Regions from separate parts of the Sus scrofa genome. Here region 1 is linked to region 2. Evidence: chromatin contacts called from public HiChIP or PLAC-seq data. All regions are on one chromosome and are shown on one strand. The core of a region is the stretch at or near the end of the contact, and the rest is flanking DNA. Distances in the headings are between cores, read along the strand shown. Region 1 overlaps NSMAF (protein FAN). Region 2 has its middle 27 kb from the start of NSMAF.

The links. HiChIP or PLAC-seq counts read pairs in DNA pulled down with a chosen protein or histone mark.
Region 1: an H3K27ac HiChIP or PLAC-seq map of alveolar macrophages shows a contact between it and region 2. The contact joins two enhancer-like sites. A contact is called at or near these places in 8 of 47 Hi-C or Micro-C datasets (blood, embryonic fibroblasts, fetal heart ventricle and 3 more) and 2 of 2 datasets of contacts at active chromatin or transcription factors (alveolar macrophages and skeletal muscle).

Annotation. Positions count from the first base shown.
Region 1 is chr4:74,257,886-74,263,016 of Sscrofa11.1, reverse strand. NSMAF (protein FAN) reads right to left here. Exons shown (of 31, transcript XM_021089346.1): 6 at 655-705. Among named protein-coding and RNA genes, the nearest start is that of NSMAF, 29 kb to the right of the region's middle. Within about 2 kb of position 1,391, at least 9 of the 83 cell types and tissues checked have an H3K27ac peak or open chromatin away from gene starts, as enhancers often do. A contact at or near this core is called in alveolar macrophages, where this site is marked.
Region 2 is chr4:74,202,247-74,207,495 of Sscrofa11.1, reverse strand. No RefSeq gene overlaps it. Among named protein-coding and RNA genes, the nearest start is that of NSMAF, 27 kb to the left of the region's middle. Within about 2 kb of position 1,440, at least 28 of the 83 cell types and tissues checked have an H3K27ac peak or open chromatin away from gene starts, as enhancers often do. A contact at or near this core is called in alveolar macrophages, where this site is marked.

The DNA of each region.
Region 1 (5,131 bases), core at 142-2,641, 56 kb before region 2:
ACAGACTGGAGCAGCCAAGCGCTTCCTGTACATAAACTGCAGAGGCGGCTGCCTGTGACCAGGACTGGGATCCAGCCTGAGGGACAGCATCTGCTCAGCAAGGGTGGCCTTCCTAATTCAAGGTGTCGTTACAAGGAGCACTGGCCTCTAGGTCCTGTGAGAGCTCTTCTGCTAGGAGTCAGCCCTGTACCCACTGAGCGGAAGCACAAGGCACTGCATGAAGCCCAGAATGGCTGAGTGTACCGCCTGGGCTCACCGGACAAGTCCCGTGTGCATGTTCACTCAGAGCCTCCGCCCTATCGGGAGAATTTGTAAGTTACTGAGCTCTTAAGTAAGGGTGTAGCCTAGAGACATTTTTCAAATATTTGAAAGAAGTTCTCGTGATAACCAATAAATAAATCTTACAGACGATGCAACTGAGTTCAACTTTTAATCCACACTTTTAAGCTTTCTTTCTATAAGAGACATTAAAGTTAAAAAGCGAATTAAGTCTCTTGGCCTAAAGTCTGTGGTTCCCTTGGGGAATTTTGCTATAACTGTTAAGCAACAGGCTTTTAAACACATTATATTTCATTAAAGTTAATAGACACACAGAATCTTAATGTGCAAAATCATTATTTAAACGGCTGAGGATAAATGAAAAGTTTTACTTACCCTTTCTATTTTATATGGTGCAACAATGTTGTGTTCTTTAATGAAATATACCTGAGAAAGATAAATTAAACATTGTCATTGTAATGAGTTACTATAGATTAGGAGGTTATGAATCAAATTTAAGTCATTGTTACTGAATCTGTTTCCAAACACACTTGCATTAACAATAGCATGGCTTTAAAGTTCTGATAAAATAAACATTAAAAAGATTGATCAAGACAATAAGGTAGCACCCATGACTGGATAAACACAAGGTCTAAGATGTCCTATGAATGTCATCACTTGGACCAAGGTAGACAAGTGAAGGAAGCTAATCTAAGAAGTGGGTAAAACAAAGTCACTGAGGTATGAAATTCATTCATTAACAAAGAAATTTCTCTTCCCTAGAGGCGGCAGGCATTCAGTGTTTTCACACACACACCCCCCAGGATACCTGTCCTCACACCAGGTACCAGTAACCGTGTCAAACATGCAACACCCCCACCAGAGCCAGCAACTTGCTGGCACCTGTACCCTTCATCCCGCCCTCCCTCAGGTTTTGAGGGAGGGTCTGCCTGGCCTCCCACACCAGCAGCTCTGCTCGCACAACAGGACCCCCCACCTGGCGGCTATCCAAAACCCTAGCTCTTAGGATTACACGCTGCACTTTCTCCCACTTAAAACACAGATTAAAAACGCTCTCTTGGTTTCACATCCTTCTTTTGCCATTTGTTCCCTTTTTGTAGCAAAACTCTTTGCAAGAGTTGACTGTACTTTCCTGGGCCCACGACAGATTTCCTCCAATCCTGTGTTACTGTGATTGCTCCTGGCAAGGTCAGAAAGAAGGCACAAGGTCACCGTGTCACCGACTCTCTCTCGGGACTTTCTTGATTCGGTTTCTCAGATGCGACAGAGCTGATGGCTTTCCCTGGAGCAGTTTTCCAGCTGGCTCCCCTCACCTGCTGCTGGTGACTTCAGCAGTGCTGCTTGTCGTCCTGGGCCCCTGCTCTCTGCCCAGCCGCTTCCCTCAGTCTGGGAAACCGCCCCCAGGGCCTAATGTAAGTAAGTGGAAGTGGGCCATGGTCTCAACCTCTCCCTGAAACCCAGCCTGGGCCCCTGAATGCCCACCAGCCCCCTCTTCCTCCTCGGGGTGGTCACATTCTCACAAAGCCTGCTCCTCCCAGGCTTCTTGGTTGCAGTAAGGGGTCCCCTTGTCCACCCGGCTGGCCTTGGCCAGGACCTCTCGCCTTCTCACCATCAGGGCTTGTCAGGCTTGGCTTAGCTTGGGAACACGCCTGGACTCTGAGCATCTCTCACTCCCACTGCTGTCCCCCTGTGCTCCAGAGCCCAACACTCCCCGTGCTCACCCCTCCTGAGCGGGGTCTCCATCCAGCCTCCAGCGTGGCTCAGACACAGAGCAGACAGGCCCCTTGGGTCCTGTCCTATTCTAACTCCTCCCCGACAAGGACCCTGCCCTGCTCCAACCTGCCTTCCCCGCCCCTCTCTCACCCCCCACCAGGCTGCCCCTTGCCCAGGACACACTTGCCGCAGGGCCCCTCTGGCATTGCTGCACCCGGAACCCCGTGGCGGGGTCATGGTCACAGTGAGGCTCCCCCTCCTCCAGCCTCCAGGCTCCCTGACCACTAGATCCAAAGCAGCACCTGCATTTCTCCTCGTGCTGTCCTTCCGTCCTGCTTTCATGTTCTGCATGCATTTATCATCCCTGACACTATAGAAGATACCTGCTTGCTGTCTGTTCCCCACTGAAGGTAGGGGGACACATATTTTTGTTCTCTTATTTCCAAAGCCTTGAATAAAATTCTCACAGGATGCATGAGCACTATTCACATACACCCTTTTTATTCTGCCAGCAAAACTCTCTAAAGCCTTAAGAACCATAACGCATTTCTCCGAAACCCTGTGACCTGGTAAGTAACCAAACACACATGGAAGTTGAGGGGGTTTTTTGGGTGGTGTGCTTAAACCAGGAAGCTCAAGACTGGAAAGGCTAGCTTATGTCTCGTCACCCCGAGATTAAGTTGGTTTTGAGTTTGTTGGATACAAGACCTCTTACTTAGCCATCGAAGGAGGTGCACGGATTTGGGGGCTTAATCTTTACGTTTATTAACGTTTTAATTTTATCGTTGAACCTGAACTTCCAAGTGAAAAAGGACTTACTCCTTTCAAGATATCGATGTTCTAGAACAAAGCCACGTGTAGAATGACACTATAGACATAACAAGAACACAGCAGGGGGCCGGGACTGTCAGTAATGGTGTTCCTTCCCCGACAGAACAGATGGTGGTGACTGCATTCACCTACCCCAGGGACAGGAAATCCAAGCCAGCCTCTGCAATATCTTCTCCCCTAAAGTCACTAGAATCAAGGAAAGCAGGCCTAGAAAAAAAATCACCGAACCGGTGTCTCCCAGCTTTCATAACATCATCTTCAATACCCAGTAACAAGGCCCATGAACGAGAGGGTTAAGTGACCCAAAAGCCACAGGGAGGCTCTCTGCTCCCGACCGTTCACCCCATGAAGCTCGACGCTTTGCATCAATCCTAAAGCAATCTGTCTCTGTGTCCCATGACGTCCCCACTCCCACTTGATCACAGAATGATTCATGTGCAAACACCTCAAGGAGCTGGGGCTGTGCAGAGAGCAGAGGCCCTACCGCGCTCGCTTTTTATTTATTTTTTGTCTTTTTGTTGTTGTTGCTATTTCTTGTAAGGACCACTGTTTTAAAAATAAAAGGAAGGAAATTCACCGCGGCATATGGAGGTTCCCAGGCCAGGGGTCCAATCGGAGCTATAGCCACCGGCCTACGCCAGAGCCACAGCAACGCAGGATCCGAGCCGCGTCTGCGACCTACACCACAGCTCACGGCAACGCCGGATCGTTAACCCACTGAGCAAGGGCAGGGACCGAACCCGCAACCTCATGGTTCCTAGTTGGATTCGTTAACCACTGCGCCACGACGGGAACTCCCCGCGCTCGCTTTTTAAAGGTGACGGTGGTGAACTCACGGCAGAGACAGCGCTAGTGATCGCCGCTCCTCTCCACTTCCTTAAACACCCGGAGGTGAACCGAGTGCAGTTGACCTGTGCACAACATGGGTTTAAACTGCACGGGTTCACTTCTATGCGCACTCTTTCCATGTTTTGACCTCGCCCGCGGCCGGGGATCAAAACCCGAGTTACAGCAGTGACACCAGATCCTTAGCCCGCTAAGCCACAGGAGAACTCCATTTTCAATAAATACATTGGGAAGTTGTGGAGATTTGGGGCAATTTGAAAGAAGATGAACTGCAGGGCTTAGAAATACAGAAAAAATTAAAAAAAGGTATGTCACAGTTTCAGTTGGAGTGCAGTGGAAAAGAATGTGACAAGTATCCATGAGGATGCAGGTTCAATCCCTAGCCTCCCTCACTAAGGGTCCGGTGTAGCTGTGAATTGCAGTGTAGGTTGCAGATGAGGCTCAGATCCTGTGTTGCTGTAGCTGTGGTGTAGGCTGGCAGCTGTAGCTCTGATTTGACCCCTAGCCTGGGAACCTCCATATGCCACAGGTGTGGGCCTAAAAAGCAAAAAAATAAAAAGGTAGGTGGTTGAGTCCATAAAACATGTGGACACTAGTCTCTTATCGTTTACAACCACAAAATGTACACAAACCTATCAAAACCCACACACAGACTGGACACGGTGCTCTTCGTGGTTGTGAGACATGTAAACAAACGTGAAGATGCCGCATTAAGTCCCAGCGGCAGAGTAGTGACCACAGTGCACACCGAACGCTGTCACAACTCCAAGGCCACCTCCTGTGCTACTGCGCTGAGGTTAAGTGTCGAGAGGAGCCTCAAAAGGTCGCGTGACGCTGTCCATCTCCGCCTAAGCAGCTGTCTCTACAGCGAATTGTATCTCGGTAATGGTTCTCATCCATTTTTCCTCGTGTTTAGTGTATTACTGTAAACCCTGAATAATACCATGGGACCCACACGAAGTGCCACTGGTGATGCCGGCAGTGCTCCCGAGAAGCAGACAGGGAAGTCGGGATGTTACGAGAAAAGCCTGAATGACGTGGAGGATGGTACCAGAGACAGGTCCACAGCCGCAGTGGCCACCACTTCGAGATACCATGAATCCAGTGTAAGGACCACTGTTTTAAAAATAAAAGGAAGGAAATTCACCAAGCCATCAAGCAGCTACGCAGCAGGCGTGAGAACCTGACACTTTCTGTGAAATACTTTATCTCATATTAAAGATGCACCTTCCATGTAGGTACAAGACAGCTTTAAGAAAGCCGTCCCTAGAGACCAATATGACTGAGGAAAAGCAAAGTCACCATGTGACATCGCCAAGCAAAAGGAAGGTGAGGCCCTAAAGCTGGAGGATGCAATGGAGGCAAATCGCGGCTTGATGGTTTCATCAAGAGGTCTGGTTTCAAAACCGTCAAGGTACCAGCCAACCAAGGGGAGACAGGTCGTCCCGGACGCCCTTAAGAA
Region 2 (5,249 bases), core at 191-2,690:
GCATTGACCGCCCCCCCCCCCAGCCTTGCATGGGGCATGTGAAGTTCCCCAGCCAGGGATCGAGCCTGTGTCACAGCGACGACACCAGCTGCTGCAGTGACAATGCTAGGTCCTTAACCCGCTGAGCCACAGAGGAACTCCCTCCCCCTCTTTTCTTTATGGCCACACACCTGCAGCATATAGAAGTTCCCTGGTCAGGGATCCAATCTGAGCAGCAATTCTGACCTATGTCAGAGCTGCGGCAACACTGGATCCTTAACCCACTGCACCTCAGCAGGAACTCCCTGGAGCTCACATTTGTTGAATGAATAAATTGCCCAGGTCTTGAATCTTTCCCTTTTCCTCTTTCCTTAGGCCAACTGCATATAATTCTAGCTCACATGGGCCACAGGAGCCAGACTTCCTATTCTTCTTATGTTGGTAATGCCCCAGTCTCCTGGTTTTAAATTTTAGTAGTTATACTTACATAGATGATCATTATGTAATTAGCAGCAATTTGCTTCCAGTATGGGGGGGGGTGATGGATACTCATTAGCACACTAATGGTCAGAATAAAGGTAAACAATTTTCTGGACCCCCTGGGACTCCCAGTTCAACTGTGTGAGCTATTTGGGTAAAAATGACTGTGGGGGAGACATTCCACATACAGACAGGACACCGGGTTCTGGGAACCAGAGTGGAATGCTCTTTTGGCGGCTCCAGTATCTTGGTCTGTGTTTCTTTACCCATAAATAGATATTTCCTAGGAAAAATGAACAAAGACGTATACATCTTTCTGCTGTGCCAGCTTACCACTGTGAAAATGAACCATCGAAATGGTACAGCTTCAGGAAAATGGCTTTTTTTGTTTTGTTTTGTTTTGATCCACAGATTTCATCAGCCAACAGATGCTAGAAGATGGTATTCTTTGAATGAAATAATTTCCAGCCTTTATCATCAGTGAATAAAAAGTCGTACCATCTGCACTGTTGGTGATGTTTAAGCCCTCGACCCACTCATCACAACTACCTGTCCTTCAATGATCTGTGTGGATGCATGAGTATAAGGATACTGCAAACTCTGGGGTTTTGCAGGGATTGTTTTGGAGAAAATGGAAGTAGCTACACGTTGACCCTTGAGGATGAGGGGATCAAAGCCTGTTTCTGGAGGATGGGTCCTGAATAGCTAGCTCCATTCACATTAAATTCACCTGCTGATGGGCTCAGGGATGGTTTGTGCGCTAGCTCACCGGGTGCCCTCCACCTGACTCTGCGGACAGACGGTGGAGAGAGAGAGAGAACAGGTTCCTGTTCGAGGGGAGCCTATATTCTCGAAGGAGAGGCAGAGGACAAAAGTCCAACGCAATGTAATGGGTTATTTTATGACAAATGCAGCCCTGTGAGGTTGACGTCATCTGTGGGCGAGACACTCGCTGGAGGCTCACCCGGAAGGGCTGGGGGGAGGGGGTTGTGGGGGTGGCCTGCCCTGGGTGGTGACTGAAGAGCCTGAACAGGAGGGAGCCTGGCGGGAGGAAGTGAAAGAAGCCAGAGCGGCAGTAGCATAGACTCAGGGAATCTGTGACTTCAAGTTCCCCAGAGCCTCGAATTTAGTCTCTTGACCTCATCTCCAGTAGAGGTTGTGTGTATAGTCACAGCATGTGTGAGTGTTTAACGCATCAGTTTACTAAATAAACACGTAAAACACACCGTAGTTTTTGAATCCCTCACATCTAAAACTCTTTGTGGCTCAGGCCCCTCGCACCCCAGCCAGGCCCTGCTGGTGGGACGGAGCCAGGGCACATGGCCTCGTTGGCTCTGCTGAGGATGAATTCCTCCCTCCAGGGCAGGGAAGCCTCAGAAGGAGTCAGTCCACACCTGAGAAAGTCTGAGCCCGTGTTTTCACATTAATCATCGCCTCCCACTTTCACCACCACCTGGCAAGAAGGGTATTTCTAACTTTATTTCACAAAGGAGGCTAAGAATTCCAAGCTAAGTGAATTCTCCAGGTCACACTGCTAGGAAATAAGCTGGCAATTTTTTTTTTTTCTTTTTTTTTTGGCCGTGCCTGCAGCATGCAGAACTTCCTGGGTCAGTGATCCAACCTGCAGCACAGTGTGAAATGCCAACCCAACCTGCTGCGCCATCAGGGAATTCCTAAGCTGGCATTTTAATATAGGCCTAACTCCAAAACACAAGCCTTCTCCACTGCCTCTTAGCACCCCCTCCGCCCCCTTCTGCCCTGCAGAATTTTAGAGAGAGAGGGGAGTGTTATGGGCTGAACTGTGTCCCGCTTAAATTTGTACATTGATGTTCTCACCCTCAGGACCTCAGAAAGGGATCATATTTGGAGACGTGGGAGTTAGCTAAAATGAGGTCAGTAGGGTGGGCCTTTACCCACTATACCCAGTGTGTCCTGATAAGAAGAGGAAATTCGGACACAGGCATGCACACATGAAGACGTAGGATGAAGGCAGCCATCAGGGGCACAGGAGGGAGGCCTTGGAAGAAACCGTACCTGCCGACTACTTGGTCTTGGACTTCTGGTCTCCAGAACTGTGAGCATCGATTTCTTTCTTTTTTTAAAATCTTTTTAGGGCCACACCCACAGCATATGGAGATTTCCAGGCTAGGGGTCAAATTGGAGCTGTAGCTGCCAGCCTACACCACAGCCACGGCAACGCTAGATCTGAGCCGCATCTGCAACCTACAGCAGAGCTCATGGCAACACTGAATCCTTAACCCAATGAAAAAGGCCAGGGATCAAACCCAAGTCCTCATGGATACCAGTCGGGTTCGTTACTGCTGAGCCACAATGGGAACTCCGTGAGCATCAGTTTCTGATGGTTAAACTACCTGTGGGGAGCTTTCTCATGATAGCCAGGAGCAAGCAAACCAGTCAGGGAGTTTGTTACCTTCTCTGTGCATCTTTGCTGATACTGTGTGGTTGATACTCTTCTCTCTCCCCATGCTCCTGGCAGATTTCCTAACAGAATATTCCACTGGCTACAGACAGGACTTTGGACACCTGGCCTTCTCCCAGTAATTAAAAATCATCATCAGGTTACTCTTCAAAGCCTTGCCTTCCTATCATGATATATAGAAAAAGATTACACTGTTTAAGCTAACGATGGCCAAAACCCACTATCAGCCCTTCAAGTAACAGTAAAGCCTTTACTCAATGACATGAAGAACGTTACAACTTAATTAAAGCTCTTAAGGTGGGATGTAAGCCTTCTGAATTTCAGGTACCAGGAGTTAATCATAAGAGAGGTTTCTGAGTAAAGGAAATTTTCAGCATCTTTCAAATGGTCTTCCAAAGTTCATGCAAAAGGCTGACTCCATTGAAAGGAATATTTTGGCAGATGGAAGAGTTGAGAAGACTCTGTGTAAATTTACTCTCATTTACAATCTCATGGCTTATTTGGCTAATTGAATCAGTATTTCTTGTGTATTTTTTCTCTGAAAAAAACACCCAAATACAGTGCTAACCTAACGCCTGTAGGCACCTGTATTTTGTCTTCTGGAGACTTTTTAGTGTTATAATTCCCTCAGCCACTCTGTAATTCTTTATTAAGTTTTAATGGGGCTTAAACTCTCCATTTGTAGGCAATACATTATTCCTTCTCTCTGCCAGCAGGTCTAATATTTCTCAGTAGCCTGCTTTAGAGCTCCTTCTGGTGGTTTAAAGCTATTATGACACATCCATCTCTAGTATCAGCATCTATTCCATCTCATGGTGATTGCTAAGACCTGCTCACCAAAGCAAAATAGTAGAAGTTATGTTTGCAGTAGACTGCAACGCAGTGATGCTCTGCTTACAAATTAAGACTAATTACACAACTGGTGACTGTCAGGAAAAGGACAGGAGAGTTTGGGGTAGGGAGCTTGTAACCACTCTAGCAAATGGCTATTCTTTCTCCTAGAACTATAAAACATATTCTGCAGAATGAATTTCATATTTCTATTGTTAATGAATTTGGCTAAATTTTGGTCTGGAATGAAGGAGAAAGTGCTTTGGTTTTGTGTTATGTCTTTGTTCACATTAATGTCATTTTAAAGAATAGGTCTCCCTTCTTTTTTATGTTGTTAGACACATGGGAAGTTCTTTTTTTTTCTTTTTTAAATAATTCAGAGGATTTTATTATATTTATAGTTGTAAAACCATTATCACAACCTAATTTTAGAACACCCCCATCCCAAACCTCCAGTCCACCTCTCCCTCCTCTCCCTCACCTGTCCCCTTTGATGTGGTAACCATAAGCTTTTCGAAGTCTGTGAGCCTGTTTCTGAAAAATGGGTCTCTTAGAGTGGGACAATATAACTAATTATTTGCTTCTTTCAAGACTTTTTGTTACTTGGTGATGAATCGTTAGAAGAAAGAGCTCGGTGACTTGTGGTCATGATTGCTCTTTTGCCTAATGAGATTTCATTGAGTAAACATCAGCGAGCACACTGCTGGATCACAGGGTAGGATCACAGTTACTTTTGTAAGAAACAGGCAAAATGTATTCCTGTGTGGCTGTACCATTCTGCATTCCCATTAGCATTGAATGGGAGTTCCTTTTTTTTTGCTTTTTAGGGCTGCACCTGCAGCATATCCCAGGCTAGGGATCGAATCAGAGGTACTGCGCCGGCCTACACCACAGCCACAGCAACACTGGATCTGAGCCCTGTCCACAAACTACACCACAGCTCACAGCAGCACTGGATCCCCGACCCACTGATCAAGGCCAGGGATTAAACCCGCATCCTCAGGGATACTAGTTGGATTCACTGCCGCTGAGCCAGGATGGGAGCACCTGGGATTTCCTATTGCTCCACATCCTCATCAGCATTTGGAGTTGTCCGTATTCTGAATTTTGGTCATTCTAACACGTACATAGTAATATCTCATTGTTCTTTCAATTTACATTTCCCTGAATTTGTTGTTTATTTAAATACACTTTTAGAATATCAGAATTGAGCATTTGACTTGGACAAGAAGTTTTTTTAGCTATGGATATATTCTTGAAAATGTATATAGGAAGAACTTATTCTAAACTCCTAAACTGAATAAGAATACATGTGATTTGGAAGTTCCCTGGTGGCTCAGCAGTAAGGAGCCCGACTAGTATCCATAAAGATGCCGGTTCGATCCCTGGTCTTGCTCAGTGGGTTAAGGATCTGGTGTTGCCATGAGCTGTGGTGTAGATCACAGATGTGTCTTGGATCTGGTTTTGCTATGGCTGTGGCTGTGGCTGGCAGCTGCAGCTCTGATTTGACCCCCTAACC